2 separate regions of the Arachis hypogaea genome follow, and region 1 is linked to region 2. The links are chromatin contacts, called in public Hi-C maps. All regions are on one chromosome and are shown on one strand. Each heading gives the region's core, a stretch centred on a gene start, on an enhancer-like site or on the middle of the called end of the contact. The rest is flanking DNA. Distances are from core to core; before and after follow the strand shown. Region 1 holds the start of LOC112795971 (mitochondrial pyruvate carrier 4). Region 2 has its middle 17 kb from the start of LOC112795969.

What was found. A called contact is a pair of places that touch in the nucleus more often than the background predicts.
Region 1: a contact with region 2 is called in a Hi-C map of leaf, with 2.6 times the contacts expected there. The contact joins the promoter of LOC112795971 here to the enhancer-like site in region 2. A contact is called at or near these places in 2 of 8 Hi-C or Micro-C datasets (leaf and an unstated tissue).

The regions. Positions count from the first base shown.
Region 1 is chr4:5,631,219-5,635,371 of arahy.Tifrunner.gnm2.J5K5, reverse strand. LOC112795971 (mitochondrial pyruvate carrier 4) reads right to left here and starts at 1,573. Exons shown (of 5, transcript XM_025838199.3): 1 at 1,232-1,573; 2 at 164-262. The coding sequence starts at 1,286.
Region 2 is chr4:5,598,764-5,603,487 of arahy.Tifrunner.gnm2.J5K5, reverse strand. No RefSeq gene overlaps it. Among protein-coding and RNA genes, the nearest start is that of LOC112795969, 17 kb to the left of the region's middle. Within about 2 kb of position 3,192, at least 1 of the 3 cell types and tissues checked has open chromatin away from gene starts, as enhancers often do.

The DNA.
Region 1 (4,153 bases), core at 324-2,823, 34 kb before region 2:
AAAAAAAGAAAGAAAAATGGATATGATTACTCATAATTCTGTATAAATCTTAAACTTCTGCATGTTTGTGCCTTCTAGGGAATTCAGACATGCATGCAGCATGCTGCATATTTATGTCCATAATATATAACAGTAAATGATATTGTAAATATGTATCCCTTACCTATTTGCTGAGGATAGGAAATTTTCTCAGGTGGTTTTGCAAAATCGGCAATATTGGCAATGCTGATACCCCACTTAAATGTTGGTGCCCAGAAGTGAACTGCATAATAAGTGAAACGAGTTTTTTAAGCATTGCAAAGGGTAGCCAATTTTCATTTTAACGCTCAATAGCAACAGTGGTTCAATGCAACCAAATGAGAGATAACAAGGTGGAAGAGCAGAAAGAATGACTTTCTACTGAAAATTATAATCCCTTTGGTGCTCTTTGTGAGTGATCTTTAAATTTCACTACAAGAACAGCAAGCCACCTCTGATCATATTATTTTAACCAATTCATGAATACACAGACGAATGTTGATCAATAAATTACAATACATTTTATCTCAATGGCTAAAGATCTGAATCTATCTATCCTCGGGTAGATTAGGAACATCCAGGTCACAACATTTGCATAAAAGTATAACATGAATAAATCTAAAATTAACTTGTTTCTCCATAATGCCTCATTATGCTACCTTCATCTGTCAAATCCCCAACAATTTTCTTCTACTTTTCTTCGCTTAACCACCAATTTCATGATGTAATAGAACTCCCAAGGAATGAAAACTTGAAATTCATCGCATTCAATTAGATTTGGACAAAATACCCAAAAATAAAAAAGGCTGAAGTAAACTGAAATGGAACCTAAACAAATAAAATAAACGAATCCCAGCAATTCGAAAAATATATCCCCAAAAAAGGATTAATTTAAGACTATTGACCGTGAACACTTAGACATAATGTTTACCCTCTCAATAAAATAAAATAAAAGGTAAAAAATTGATCATAAAAATCTGCGAGTCCATTTGACCTTCCAATAAATCAGGAATTTTCAGCTAGTCATATCCTATAGCTTCAAGAATAAAAATTGGAAACAGATTGCGATTTAGAAGTTTATGTGCTATGGAATGAAGATTCGAAGAACCGAATCGAATAGAAAACTCATCGATAGACGAAAATAAACAAGACTAAAAGAAAGTATAGAAAAAAAATACCGAGTACGAAAGGAAGAACGAATGAGGTAACTCACTAGTTTTGGGACCAGCTGGGTGATTCCATAGAGCTTGAAGCTTTGAAGACGCCATGATTTTTCTTCTTCTTCGCTTTCGATTTTGCGAAATGGGGTTCACTTTCTGCGACCAAAGGAAACTATATAGTAGGCTCGAACAACAGCGGAGAGGGATCCACTTCGCAGCGCCATTCAATCATATCCTGACACGTGGCTTTAACATGGTTAAAAGTATATGCTTCATTGCTGACGCTGAGCTAAGTTTGGTTTGGGGCAAATTGGTAAATTCATCTGCAGAGTGCAGAGGGCAGTAACACTCGCGGCGTTACGGGAAAATCTCAGCGATTTTTGTTGCATGTGTTTTGGTGTTTGGCTGCATTCGATTTTGGATTTATTTAAGTGTCTCCGTTATTTATTGCGTAAGTAGCTTAACAACCTAGGTAATTGCATATGGAGACTAACACTTTGTTTGGACGTTGACAAAGAAAATACGAGAAAACAAAATCAAAGAAAAAGTTTAATTATTCGTGTATTATTTAAATAAATAGAAAATAAATAAAAAGAAGATAGAGAAAAAAAATTACAATAGTATAAATTTATATTAATATCTTTATCATAAAATAAAGTATAAATATTTTTATTTATTGACATTTTATTACATTTTATAAATATTATAAAATATTATAATTTTATATATTATTTAAATTATTTATTTAATACATATAATGTTTAAATATAAATCTTTATTATAATAATATATTAAAACTAAATTTATATTAATAATTGTTAATAATAATATAATTAAGGGTAGTATTTATATTATGGTTTCACATATTGAAAATCAAAATAAGTATTTGGAGTTACTGACAGTTATTTAGAGAACTACTTTCAACTATATTAAAAATAATGTCCGTCAGAAATTCCAACAATAGAAACGAGTCCTATTTTCTCCTAGTGGTAGAAAGATTTTGATAAAGACAGTGGCTACAATAGTTCCTATTTATACTCTGAGCTGTTTTTGATTGTTGAATACTTTCTAGAGGAATTGCAGCGCACTATTTTACAGTTTTGGTGGGGACAAAAAAATAGAAAGCGAAAGATGCAATGAGTAAGTTAGCAAATTACATGTAGATCCAGAAATCAAGGAGGACTAAATTTCAATGACCTAAAGGCTTTCAACCTTGCAATGCTTGCAAAACAAGGTTAGATGATACTTACTAAATCGAATTCACTGCTTAATAAAGTCTACAGGAACAAATATGAGCTCAATAACAACTTACTCAAAGACAAAGACTGCGGCTACTTTAGCCTCAGTATGTTCCTACAGTGACGATAGGAGAATCCCCAGTGGTAAGAAATTCAAATAGAATCCAAGGGAATAGACTTCTTTGCTGGCGAACTTCTCAGAAGAAGCTGGGCCTGTAGGATGTAAAAAAGAAACTAATTGGTACCTAGATAGCGCCTCCTAACACGGGAAAGAAAAAGCTGCTGGGTTACAAACAAAAAATACTTATTAAAAAAAAACCAGATTCCGTAGACTCGAACGCGACCAATTAACAACACCCCCATTATAGTCTTAAGATTTGGAACATTACAACCATATTGCCGATAGCGCTCTTTTCGTTTTTCATCCCATCATCTGGTAACCGCCGAATGATCCACAAAAAAGGGGGCAGAAATCAAACCTAGCTTCTGTATCCCCCTAATGGTTTAGGTAAGCAAGCTTCCATAGCTTTCTGCGCCTCAACGGCGCCTTTCCTTTCGATCATTCAACTAGGTGTGATATACCAAATTTCAATTCTGAAAATATCTTTCTAGAAGAGTATAGGACTGACAAAACAACCTCAACCGAATAAGCCGAAACCACGGAAGGATAAGAAGAAAGGACATAAAGCTAAGTCTACAGGTTTACAAGTTTCTTGAGAGCAGAGACAGGGAATAACCCATCATGGGACTGGAGAAGCGTCTTGAAAGGCAGGAAAGTCCTGAAAAAAAGACTAATATGAAAAATTGGTAGGAAAAATATGGTGAACATTTATATAGATTCATGGGTCAATGACTACATTGCAATTATACCTATTTCTAACTAAAACACTGATAAAATTTTTCAGTGGGTCTCAAAACTAATTTTATCTAACAAAACTTGGAACCAGGTTAAAATAGCAAAATTTTTTCAACCAGAAATCACTGAAGCAATCATCAATACTCCTATCTATGAAGGCGATGATAAACTAACTTAGATGCGGACCAACAACGGTGGATATTCTATAGCGTCAGGTTACCAAGTAGCATTCCTCTTCTACCACCCTCCTGCGGAGTTCCTCCCTGATCGATGCAAGCAGCAAAAGCTTTGGATGAGCATATGAAAGATGAAAAGCCAACCTAGAGTCAACAATTTTATCTAAAAGATGGCTCATGAAGACTTACCAGTCAACCAAAAGATGCATTTCAAAAATTTTAACCCGATGTGTATTCGCTACCAAACGGAAGAAGAATCAGTCGGTCATTGCATTTTTTACTGTCCGAACTCAGTGGAAGTATGGAGGCTCGCAGAGTTTGAAGTTTCTGCACAACAAACGGAACCATGGGAGCAATACAAGCAACCAGACATAGAAACCACAACTATTCAAATGATATAGAGCTGACAGTGAACTTGTGCTGGCAGATCTGGAAAGTAAGGAATGAATTGGTCTTCAATAAAGAACAGAGGACACCTTAGATGTGTGTTAAAGCGGCTCGCCGATCCATGCAGAGGAGATGAAGAAGATGAACTGGACACGGTGTTCTTCGCGAGAGAGAGGAGAACGGAGTTTCTATCGAGGAATTAGGAAAGTTACCCAATTAATGTAATTCAATTACATCATAGTCTTTGTTGGATCTTTTCCAAATTTGCTTCCTGTGTGTAGTCCATAGTAGACCGTTCATTTTATTTAATTACATTAA
Region 2 (4,724 bases), core at 1,943-4,442:
GCGACCCCTGGAGAAATTTTTTGGTATCCAGATATGGGGCCCTCCCTCACACTTCTCGGAGGAACCCCACAATGGCTGCCTCCACCTCATCCAAGTCATCCAAACCATATTTCTCGCAGGGAGAGGCCTCCAACCAATACAGAGGAAAGCGAGGAACAGAATTTTCATCCAGAAAAAAGGGGTGGTGACCCTCTACACCTTGAACTTTGAAAAAATAATTTTTAAAGTCATGGAAGGATTCATCAAAAAGGGTGAAAACTCTCCGACCTTGTATGGCTCGGAAAGACACCCATTGTTGCTTGTTATTTAACCCACTGAAGGGCTTGGTCATATGGAAAAGATAGAAGAAAATCCTCAAAGAGGTCAGAAAATCTAAGGCGTGGCGCAAAACAGCTATTTCAAAATCAGAAAATGGAAGAAAAACACCCAAACGGGTAATCATGCTTTCATACATATAGAAAAAATGAGGAGCCTCCTCAGTATCCCTCCCAAAACTAACCCGATCTTCCAGACCCGGGACCACCAATTCATACTTCGGCTCATCCTCCTCAGAAGTACAAATATGGTGATGAGTGCGAAGGTTGGTGATGAACTCGGCATCGACCAAGGGTTCCTCAGCCAAGACCGTAACATCAACCCACTGAGCAAGAACTTCTACAGAAGACATTTTTTCCCTAGGGTACGATGTAAACCTACAAAGGGAAAAGAAAAAAGAATAAAAAATGAGAGTCCCTAAGGGGCATGAAATCTAAACAACCTACGACGTCACCCTCTCCCTCTCCAAAGAAAATAAAAGGCATGCAGAAGCACTTAATAAAAGGGGAAGAAAGAACCAACCTTTGCCTGAAAAGAAGTAGAGGAAGATGAAAGTCTTCAACGAAGAGTACCCCACGAACAGATACGAAAGTATTCCACGAACAGATGAAAGGAAATTTTTTTTGAAAAATCGAAGAAACGAAACAACGAAGGAAGAGGGAAGCATTTATAAGCACGTTAGGGGTATAAGGGTAAAAATGGAAGCGGTCATTAATGAATGCACCGTTACCAAGGTAATTAATACCTACGCACACCCCTAACGGACGCGACGTTTGATTAGATGTAACTGTAAAAATCAAAAGTCACGGAAATTCACGTCGGTTGCAGACGAATCACGTCGGTTCCCTCACAAGTCGGTTACGACCCCGAGTAGAATACTCGAATCCAAATCTTAAAGGAAATTGGGCTCGAGTAGGGGCACTGTTCATACCCTGCTCCAACGATAAGGGCCAGGTCCCAACAAAAGGCCCAACCCAAAAAGGTTGAGCTTTGCCTTGTACCGACCTCCTCCCTATGAAGTCGGTTCCTATCACGACTAACTCTAAAGAAGTCGGGAACGAAGATTAGCTGGCAGATAATCACTCATTCAAATGAGTAACTGCCCCTAAAATCTCTCTACCCACTTCTAGAAGCCATATCTCAACCTCCCTAAGATAAAGGAATGGTTATCTACCTTACAAGGTGGAACTACTTCAGCGGTGGTTATTGGTTCACCACTATAAATACCCTGATACCCCTCAGGTATCTCCAAGTCCCAATACTCTCTAGACCTGCTTATACCCTTGCTGACTTAGGCATCGGAGTGTCTTTGCAGGTACCACCCCCCATTCTTTCACATACACAACTCGGAGGCGGCTCCCAAACGTAAACCAAGTCGGAGACCACACTCCTCCAACGCGTGGGCCTCACAAATAAGCTCAACCACCGTCCGGTTCTAGATAAGCCCCGGAACACTATCTATTTTTGTATAAATACATTTGAAGTTTAACTCATAAAAATATTATTTGTATATTAAAATTAACCATCATATATTTGTATGTAAATACATGTGTTGTTTAACTCATTTTTAATGTATATTTTATATTTTAATATGTATTCTATCTTAATAACCAATTTTAATATACATTTAACATAATTATTTTTTAAAAATAATTATATTTTCTTATTTATTACTTAATTATCTCGCTAATAGTATCAATACTTTTAAAAATAGTTTAAGTAAAAAATTATTTTTTTAAGTTGATAGTAACTAATTTTTTAATTATAAATTTTAACTCTAAATGTATGTTAAATATTAAACCATAAAATCTAAAAGAATGAAGGTAAAAGAAATAATTTTACCATAAAAATTATCTAAAATTAATTAAAACTAATTTTCTAAGCTTTCTGTTTTAAAAAAAGCAATATATATATATATATATATATATAATATTATCAATAAATAATAAATTTATTTTATTTATTAAAAAATTTGTTGTGACTTAAAATAATTGTGTGTAATATTTTTCTTATGAACTTATTGATGTATTGCATGTTTGATGTGAGATTGTGAGGTGTTTTAATGTGTTATGTTTGGTATATTTTAAATTGTATTTGTTGTGACTGAAAACACATGTAAATATTGGTCCATCTTTGATGATAATATAAAAAGAAATAAATTACAAATCTTTTGTTTTTCTTTCGCTTAGAGTCGAGTTTGTACGAATAACTTAAAAAAATAATAATCTCAATATTAGATAGGTTTGTCAAATGAGTTAGTCTAGCACATTTAAGTCTAATTCGTTTAAGTTCGTGGATTAAATAAGTTGGTTTGTTTAAGCTTATTTTATTGGTATGATATAATTTTTTAATTTAGACTGTTTATGGTTAGTTTGATGGATTAAATAAATTGGTCTGTTCATTTTTTTATTTTATTTTTTAAAAAATATTTTAACAAAAAATATTATTTTTAGGTAAAAAAAATTTAAATAAATAATTTTTTTTTAGTTATTAAATCGAATTTTTGAATCGGATAAAAAAAAATATCAACTAAAAGTATTTTTTTTAATAAAAGTATTAAAAAAATAAATGGCCCATTTTCTTGCCCGCGGATTATGTCATTTAATCTGTCATTTTTTTAGATTAATCAAACTTAATTCGTATAGTTTAAAATTTAAATGAATTTAATTTTAGAAAAAAATTTACCTATTTAAATAGATAAAACAAATTACTCCGATGAATTTAGTCCATTGTAATGTCCTAGTTCGTTAGACATATCGGCATCTTAAATATTCATAAATAGTATTGGATATTTTTGTGGTATGAGGTATGTATGTTATGTGATATAGTACGAATATCATTTAATACTTAGTAGTGAACATGTAATATTGCTTGTGCTGGGCCATACTTTAAAATTCCCACAGTCCTACTAGCCACTATAATAATACGCTATGGAGATATCCATCCCCCATTACTCTTTTTCTTAATACTTCAATCCATTACCTAAATATATAAAAGATAAAATGTGTCTCAAGATTGAATTATGATATGATATTTGTTGTGGATAAATTATTGAATAGCTGCTTGTTTTTGTTTACATTTTAGCTTATTAAGAAAATTAAATATCTTATGATATTATTATTATTATTATTTGATTTATTTACGTGGAGTAGTGAAATTTTCAATTAACTACTCTTAATCTTTATTTTTCTTTATATATATGATTTTGCTTCATTAAAATGTTTGACATAAAAAATTATTAAAAACCTAAAAGTTAAATTTTTTAAAATATTTATGATACATTCATTGAAGATTTTTGTTTAAATTGAATGTATCAGTATCCTTATTAATATATCCATGCATTAATTTTATTAATTTCATTGTAATTACAGATGAAAATAGGTGAGGTGAGGTCAGATTTTTATTATTAAAACATTATATATTTATTAAATTTAAATTTTTTAAATTATGGATTTTTAATTTAGAAAATAAAGTGTAATTTTTATTTTTGAATATTTTTTTTCTTATATTTTTTTATCCCATTTATGAAATAAATAGTAAAAAGTTATATTTTATTTTCTAAAATAAAATCCAAAATTTAAAAGATCTAAATCTATTTCTGCTATAGTTATTCAGTCTAAATTTGATTTATAATATATTCAAGGTTTTTTTTAATGCATAAAACTAACTTTTTCAAAAGTCTATTTTAAACTGGTTAACGAATCTGTTAACAAATAAAAATTTAAATGGCCTAAGATCTAATAAAATGCAAACAATTTGTTTCTTATATTTAATAAAAATCTTTGAGATAAATGATATATAATATAATTTTTAATTTAAAGGTTTAGAATTCAAACTTTACATATAACATTTTAGAAAAAAATATGTATAAATAATAATAATTTTAAATAGGCCTAAGTTGACCTAGCTGTAATGGAAGATGACTGATAAGAATTTATTTGGTCCTAAATTTTTGCGATAATCAATTTGGCCTTTTAAGTCTTAAATATTTTCAGCTTAATTTCAAATTTTTATAATGGTCTTTTAATTTTGAAACATTTTAAGTTTAATTTCTAATATTTATAATCATAAGTTAAGTATTGGTTCTTTTATCACCAATTTAATTAATATAATATTTATATGACTAGTTATATATAACTGTTATTGTGACAATTTTCAAGTTAGCTTACATAACATTAAGAGTAGGAGAGGCAATGCAATTTGATCTTTTAACTATATATACATACAATTATTTTGTTAAATACATTGATAACAAAATAACTAATTTGATTCATGAGTATAAAGTTAAGGGATCAAATATATTTAATTTATGAATTAAATTAATTATTGGATAACATTAAAAGTCAAGAGTTAATAAAGTAATTTCTCGTGAAAATGATTTCTCATGAGAATGAGATATGCACATGATT